2 separate regions of the Pan troglodytes genome follow, and region 2 is linked to region 1. A link is a contact called in public Hi-C data. All regions are on one chromosome and are shown on one strand. Each heading gives the region's core, a stretch centred on a gene start, on an enhancer-like site or on the middle of the called end of the contact. The rest is flanking DNA. Distances are from core to core; before and after follow the strand shown. Region 1 holds the start of MEGF6 (multiple EGF like domains 6). Region 2 holds the start of ARHGEF16 (Rho guanine nucleotide exchange factor 16).

Region 1 (3,678 bases), core at 453-2,952:
AGCACCGCCGTGGGGCTCGTGCCGGCCGAGTCCACCGAGTCCCGTAGTTGCAGCATTGCTGCACCCCTTACCGACCCCGACCCTGACGCCGACGCGACCGCTGTCGCCGCAGCCACCGCCACCACCCGGCCGCGCCCCCGGCCCCGCCCCGCGAACCGCCGCGATTGGCTCCGCCTTGCCGGCCCCGCCTCTGGCTCCGCCCCTTCCCGCGTCCGCCGACCCTCGGGATTGGCTCTCCTCCTGCCGTTTTCCGCGATTGGCTCTGCCCCGCCGCCGTTCACAATCGCTCCCGCCCCTCGCCGGGCCGGAAGCGACCGTCACGCGCAGGCTCACTTCCTGTTTACACAACGAGAAGGGGCGGGACCGAAGCCGGTTGCCAGGGTGTCGCGGAGCGGCTGGGAAGGAGGGGCTGGGAATCTTGGAGCCCCTTGGCCCGCGGGGAAAGCGGGTGACCCGCCCTGCAAGTGGGATGCCCCCTTCGGCCTTCTGGAGCGCAGGTGGGGGCGCGCGCCCAACGGGGGCTCGCACTGCACGGAGGGTCGCGGTGCCGGGGAGCTGAGGTTGGAGGATGCAGGGCGGCGGCCCTGGTGCACCGTGGGGGAGTTCGCACGCCGGGCAGCGATCTGCTGCCGGGACCTGGCGTTCTTCACACACGGCTTATTCGTGACGGATCCACAGAGCAATGCACTCTGAAGCGGGAGGGTAGAAAGTGCTGGAATGCGCGCCCAGGCCCAGGCTGTCGCGAGCCTTCAGCAAGCCAGTGCACACAGAGAGGGCTGCCCAGAGATCCCGGTCAGCGCTCGCAGTTCGAGGTGGAACATGTGTGTGCCCTGCGCTAGCCCCAGCTCCCGGAGGTGCCCCCAGCGCGTGTGGAGGGGGGCGGTGAACGGACCCGCAATCTGGTGGAGGCTGCGGGAAGGAGGCGCAGAGTCCAGGGGTCAGAGTTACCTTCGGGCAGGAGGACAGATCCCTCTGCTCGGAGGTGAGGAAGACACACGAGGCGAGGTGCACACAGGCGAGGAGAGTGAGATGGGGGGAGAATGAGGAGTTCAGGATACATCTGTTTACTTCAGTCAGGGAGTGGGGATGGAGCGGAGTATTTGTAAAGATGGACGGTTTAGAATCGCCGGGATGAGAACCGGGCAGGGAGCTGATCAGGGAAGGGCATGGGGATCTCTGAGCAGCTGGGAGACCCCAGGGAAGTTTGCAGTGGCGCCTCCCACGCGGCAGCTGGGGGAGTGGAAGAAACCAATGCTGGCTGGTCTAGATGGAGGAGTTTGCTGGGTAGCGGTGGTCAAAGACCAGAGAGAAAAGGGAGGCCAAAATCCTAGAGGGAGTGTTGCCCAAGAATGGCGGAGTGCAGGGATTCTGCCCCACTTGCCAGCAGACAGGCCAGGCTGCCAAAGTTGCATGGGCGCTGGCAGAAAGACGCAATACCCCTGGAGTCAGAGAGGAAAGACTACAACAGGAAACGGGCGACGCTGGTGTGCCCAGACGCATGTTGCACCACAGCGGGTGCGCTACAAAACAGGACCCCGGAGCCTGTGGACCAATGTGGTCTTTGTCCCACAGGGAGGCTGTCTCCCCGGCAAGGGTGCCCACTGCAAGCACAGGCGTGAGAAATGGCCCAGAAAAGAGTGGTCAGGGCAATGTGTTCTTGGCACGCCCAGCAAGACCGGCCAGAGGGACCTACAGACGAGCGTCTCCCAGCTATCTCACCAGCGGGGACCTTGAGGTCCAAGTATCCAGTCCGGTTAGAAATGGCCGCGGATCCAACAGGTGCTGGTGAGTGGGAGAATACCCCTGAGGGAGGAAGACCAGAGGCCGGGAGGGAGCTGAGCGGATGTAGATGAGAAATACCTGGGCAGCTGCAAGCTGTGGTCAGTGATGGGCAACTGGAACCAGAGATTCCAGAGAGAGGGAGGGAGAAAGAGGGAGGAGAAGGAAGAATGAGAAAGAGAGGGAGAGAGAATGGGGGGGAGAAAGAGGGAGAATGAGGGAGAGAGGTAGGAGCAAGTTCTGGACCACGCCAAGGATGGAGCCGTGGTCCTGGAACCAGATGTCCAGGGAATGGGATGAAGTGACACTGGCTGGGGCCGAGGCTGCAGACTGCTGGCGGGAGCTGGCAGGACAATGAGGATTCTGAACCAGGTGCCTGAGCCTTCTGTGGATATGGGGAGTGACTTGGATGTCTATAAATTCCAGAAATGACAGGAGGGATAGATGATGGAGGGACTGTATTTTAGACAATAAACAAATTTCACTCAATATGGATGAGTTTCCTGGGGCTTCTGTCACAATGCATCACAAACTGGTTTTAAAAACAACAACTGTTTTAAAAACAACAGAAACGTGTTTCCTCATAGCCCTGGAGGCCAGAAGTCCAAAATCAAGGGGTGTGCAGGGCCATGCTCCCTCTGCAGCCCTGAGGGTTGACGCATGTCTTGCTCTGCCAGGCCTGCTTGGTGTCCTGGGCTTGCTCATGCACTGCTCCCATCCCTGCCTCCATCTTCACACGACCTTCTCCAGGTGGGTCTCTTCTGCAACATCCCCGTTGGATTAGGGACCACCCTAGTGACCTCATCTTTAGTCGATCATCAGCATGTTTGACCAAATAAGGTCACTGTGTTTGTTTGTTTTCCCACTGCTATTAATATGAAGAACTTACCTGAATCTGGGTAATTTATAAAGAAAAGAGGTTTCATTGACTCACAGTTACACATGACTGGGGAGACCTTAGGAAACTTACAATCATGGCGGAAGGCAAAGGGGAAGCAAGGCACGTCTTACATGGCGGCAGGGGTAGTGGGATGTGCCACACTTAAACCATCAGATCTTGTGAGAACTATGACAAGAACAGCATGGGGGAAATCGCCCCCATGCTCCAGTCACCTCCCACCAGGTCCCTCCCTCGACATGTGGGGATTACAATTCGAGATGAGATTTGGGTGGGGACACAGCTAAACCATATCATTCTACCCCGGCCGCTCCTAAATCTCATGTCCTTTTTACATTTCAAAACCAATCATGCCCTCCCAACAGTCCCCCAAAGTCTTATTTCAGCATTAACTCAAAAGTCCACAGTCCAAAGTCTCATCTGAGACAAAGTCCCTTCTGCCTATGAACCTGTAAAATCAAAAACAAGTTAGTTACTTCCAAGGTATAATGGAGGTACTGGCACTCGGTAAATGGTCCCATTCCAAAAGGGAGAAATTGGCCAAAACAAAGGGGCTAAAAGCCCCATGCAAGTCCAAAATCTAGTGGGTTAGTCATTATATCTTACAGCTCCAAAATAATCTCCTTTGACTGCATGTCCCACATCCAGGGCCACACTGATGCAAGGGGTGGGCTTCCAAGGCCTTGGGAAGCTCTGCCCCTGAGTGCCTGCGGCTTTTCCAGGTGCAGGGTGCAAGCTGTTGGTAGATCTACCATTCTGGGGGCTGGAGGACAGTGTCCCCCTTCTCATAGCTCCACTAGTCAGTGCCTGTGGACAGCAAGCCACCCCGGTGCTGAGGCAAGAGACCAAGGGCACGAGCTGTTCCAGTGTAATAAGATATATAAAATAACAAGAGTTATACTAGATCTAGATCATAGATATGATTATATGTAAATATCATTAATCATTAATTTGTAGTAATTGCTCTTTATTCCAATATTATAATAATCCTCGCTCTACAA
Region 2 (3,939 bases), core at 296-2,795, 170 kb after region 1:
AGGAAGCCCCCAAGACACCTCCCTTCCAGCAGGACTGGGGTGGGTGAGGAGTGCCCACCTTCAGCCCATGGCTCCTGCTCTGGACAGTGCCTTTCATCTCACCCTGTTCCCCTCTGCTGGCTGTGGGCATCGCACAGCAGGGGCCACGTCTGCCTGGCACACTTGTGGGTCAACATCTTCTAACTCAACACTCCTACTAGTCCCATTTTACGGATGAGGAAACCGAGGCCCCAAGAGCTGCTTAGTTCACAGAGAGCCAGGATGTGAGCCTGAAACCCACACGCCTGGGAACTATGCCACGGAGGGGTCAGGGCCTGCAGCCAGGCACAGCACCTGGACCCTCTTGCTGGTCCCAGCCAGGCCCACACGCACCCCCTAGGCCCCCATGTTAGGTGGTGCACAGACTGTTCCCCTCAAGGACACAGAGAAGATTCAGGCCTTGATTCAGGTCAGATGCAGGTCACCAAGACCTGCCATCGCTGCCACTCCCTCAGTCCCCCCACCTACTCAAATCTCAAAAGGGATACTGTTCCCATTTCACAGGCGCAGAAAGAGGCTGAGCGGCCAAGACAAGCGGCCACGGCTCCCTGGTAGGTGGGACGCACCCCTCCCCATCTCCCTTCTCAGGTGAGACAAAGCAGGTCCCTCCCTGCCACCGCCCACCAAGGCCAAGGGTGGGGGACGGGCGTATGGTTTGGGTTTGTCTTGGGTGTGGGGTTCTTCCTTCTCGGGGCTTTTCTGAAATTTTGGGGCCAAAGCAGGTTTGGGTGTCAGATTCCCCAAAGAGCTCCCGGGAGGGTCGTTCTGTTCCGCCCCCCAGCCCATGCTCTTTCAAACTCCCTGGGGCTTCCAGAGTCCTCCGCGCTCAAGTCTGAACCCAGGTTCCGGTTGCATGGAAGTTTTCCTTTAGGAAGAGGAAGCGGCCACTCGGGGTCGAGAGAGGGCAGCGAGCGAGCGGGCGGGGGCAAGCAGGGGGCTGCCTCGTGTGTGGGGGGGGGCGGGTCCAAAGTCGCATCCGGCTCAGCCCGCGAGCCCCGCCTCTCCCGCCCCGGCGGAGCCCCAGGAGGGTCGCGAAGTTGTTGCGGCTGCCGGGGCGGGGCTTGCGGGAAAAGCGAGGGGGAGGAGAAGCGCCCCGGGTTCCTGGCGCCTCCCCCGGGCTAATCCCCCCACCCGGCTCCCCCGAGCCCCGACTCACCTGTCCCCCGGCTCACCTGCGCCGCGGGGCGGAGGGACGGAGGGGCGGCGCGCTGGCGGTGCAGCTTCCAGCGCCGGGTCCTGTCCTGTCCTGCAGCCGCTTCTCTCCTCCGGCCGCGCGGTGCGGCCCGGGGCGCCTCCTCCACTTCCTGCGCGGTCTGGCTGGAGGGCGGCGGCTGCGGCCCCGCAGGTGGGCGCTGGGCGGGCGGGGCTGCTCCGGGTCCGAGGGCCCGGGCGGGGAGGGCCGGGGAGGGGGCGGGGCGCGTCCCGGGCACCTGTGGCGGCGCCGCCTGCGTCACAGGTCACAGCCCCACCTGGGCCGGCTGGAGCCCACGTGATCGCCCGGACTGGATCGCGCCTCTCGATTCCCGCCGAGCCGCCGCCGCCCGGTGCCTGCGCCTTCCCTCCCCGCGCCCACGCCCCCTCGAGGCCGGCCCGGGCGTCGCCTGCCAGGCGTGGGGCCAGAGCGGCTCGGCTCCCTCCTGCGTCACTGTCCTTCCAGGCCCCGCTCCACTGCCTCCTCCAGGAAGCCTTCGGGGAAGGAGACCAGCCCTGCGGGGACCGATGTTTGCTGTAGAAAGGCCCGGCCCTCTGGATTCTTGGAAGCCAGGCGGCCAAAGACAGCCAAGAGGGCGCAAAGCACTCTGGCCACTTTTTTGGTGTGGTTGAGTCGCGGTCATCCCCATTTCACAGAGAAGGACCGAGTCCTGGAAAGGAAGGCGCTCGCCCTCGTGCACAAGGCTGAGCCTGGACTCCGAGCCTGGCCTTTCCTTGCTCCGCCTGCTGGGAACCCGTGTGAAAGTGAGGGGGGGCCCCGGGCAGAGCCTGCAGCAGCCCCCCAGCTGGGGGTTCAGGAATCAGGCCACCTGGTGCCGTGGGAGGGGCTGGGGGCTGAGCCAAGCCTCCCAAGCTTGGGCCTGGCCATTCAGGAATGTGACCTGAGGTCCCAGGGCTCAGACCCACTTCTGACCTGCCTCCATCATCCCCTTTTCAGGAAAGGCCTGTTGCCAAAGGCCTCCATGTGAACATCCACACTGGGCTTTGGGTCAGCTTCTACCAGCGTCCCCTCACTGACCCCAGGCCTTGGGGTCGTGGGCCGGGCACCGGTGCGCCAGCCAGAGGCTCTGACCACCCTCCTCCCAGGACCTGCCTCCCTGGCCTGGGCGGCCGTGAGATCCCGTTGCGGGTTGAGGAGACACCACAGGCTCTGGGGCTGTCACTTGGCATTTTCTCAGGTGTCATAGGTAGAGGGGCGGCCTGCCCTGCCCCTCCTGCACTGGTCGCCCTACCCACTAGTCCCCCAATGTCTGCCCTGTGGCTGGGGCTGCCTGGGTGTCAGGTGCCATCTGGGCAGGGCACAGGCTGGCCTCAGGGATGGGTCCCGTGGGCCATCCATCCCCCCGGGGGGGAGGGGGGATGAGGGAGGAGCTAAGAGTTGACCCCTGTGGGCTGCAGCCTCCACCTGGAGGCGCCTGTGGGGAGGCTCCACTTCCAGGCAGCTCTTGGGAAAGGCAGGTGGCTGCTGCCCTCCTGAGTCCATGATGGGTACTGCACCGACGAGGCCCGGCCTGCCGGAGGGAGCTGGGGTGTCCCGGAGCCTTGACCCGTGAGGGGACTGAGGTGCGGTGGGGTCACTGAGGCCCAGTGAGGGGACAGAAGCCTTGCACCAGGCCAGTCAGCAGGACCCAGGTTCCTGATTCCCACTGAGTGCTTTCCTGTAAAACCCTCTTTCAGTGGCTGCCTCCACGTTACCCCCAACCCCACACCTTCTGTCCAGCCCCTGCTGGGCCCGTTCAGCCACCCTGGGTCTGGCTTCGTCTCCCCATGTCCTGCTGGCTTCCAGAGGCCACTCAGCGTGTGCTTGGGTCAGTCCCTTTGCTGGGGATGTCACCTGAGCTGGCGGCAGGACCTCTCTGTGCCTCTGTCACCTCCGCTGTAAATGAGGGCCTCATGCTGACGCAGGAGATCGCCCTGGCATGAGGCCTAAGGGAGAGGTTGGAAGGAACCAGCTTGGAGACCTAAGGGGCTCGCAAGGAGACAGAGACTCCGGGGAGGCCTGTCAGCGGGGTCGGCCCGTGGCACTTCCTGCACCTCTGTGGTGGGATCCCGAGCCTGTGGCTCAGCCTGCCCTGGGGGCCTTCCCCTCCCACATTACTGGCAGGGGAGAAGATGTGGATCCCCCAAGCTTAACAGCCACTGTGCATTGCTGTAGGGTGGGCAGCGCTCTGGCCGAGCACCAGTGTGCCAGCCAGAAAGCACACCTCTATCTGCGGGAGCAGAGTTCCTTTCCTGCGGCTTGAGGTGGCCTGAGCTCCTGCGGGCCTTGCTTTAAGTTTTCCAAGCTTTTACTCAGCCACTGGGGCCACAGCACAGACAGCCCGCGGCCTTAGGTGGTACCTGAGGCCAGCAGCCCCTCGGGAGGCCTTTTGGCTCGACCTTCCAGGGTAGATGTCCAGGGCTGAGGGTGAGCTGAGGCTGCTGGGCAGGTTTGTCCTCCCTGCCAGGCCGAGTGGGCGGTGCTCCCACCTGCTCCCCTCCCTCCCTGGGGCCCTAAGGAGCACATGGGGTGGAGGGAAGGCCAAGACAGCCCTCAGTTCTCAGGCCCTCAACGCTGGGCTGCCCTGTTACCCACTGCAGTTCCATGGGTGTCCTGTCCAGCCCGTAGGCAGCTGGGAAAGGGCCCCAAGGGCGCGGCTGTGAGTGGGATGGAGGACAGAGACGCCTCTGCTGGGTGGGTGGAGGCCC

The links. A called contact is a pair of places that touch in the nucleus more often than the background predicts.
Region 2: a contact with region 1 is called in a Hi-C map of stem cell-derived neural progenitor cells, with 6 times the contacts expected there. The contact joins the promoter of ARHGEF16 here to the promoter of MEGF6 in region 1. A contact is called at or near these places in 2 of 7 Hi-C or Micro-C datasets (induced pluripotent stem cells and stem cell-derived neural progenitor cells) and 1 of 1 datasets of contacts at active chromatin or transcription factors (stem cell-derived excitatory neurons).

What each region holds. Positions count from the first base shown.
Region 1 is chr1:228,456,274-228,459,951 of NHGRI_mPanTro3-v2.0_pri, forward strand. MEGF6 (multiple EGF like domains 6) reads left to right here and starts at 1,703. Exons shown (of 37, transcript XM_063805650.1): 1 at 1,703-1,785. The region is part of intron 1 of TPRG1L (tumor protein p63 regulated 1 like); the gene reads right to left. It also overlaps the pseudogene LOC134809441.
Region 2 is chr1:228,629,989-228,633,927 of NHGRI_mPanTro3-v2.0_pri, forward strand. It overlaps ARHGEF16 (Rho guanine nucleotide exchange factor 16), which reads right to left and starts at 1,546. Exons shown (of 15, transcript XM_024355906.3): 1 at 1,196-1,546.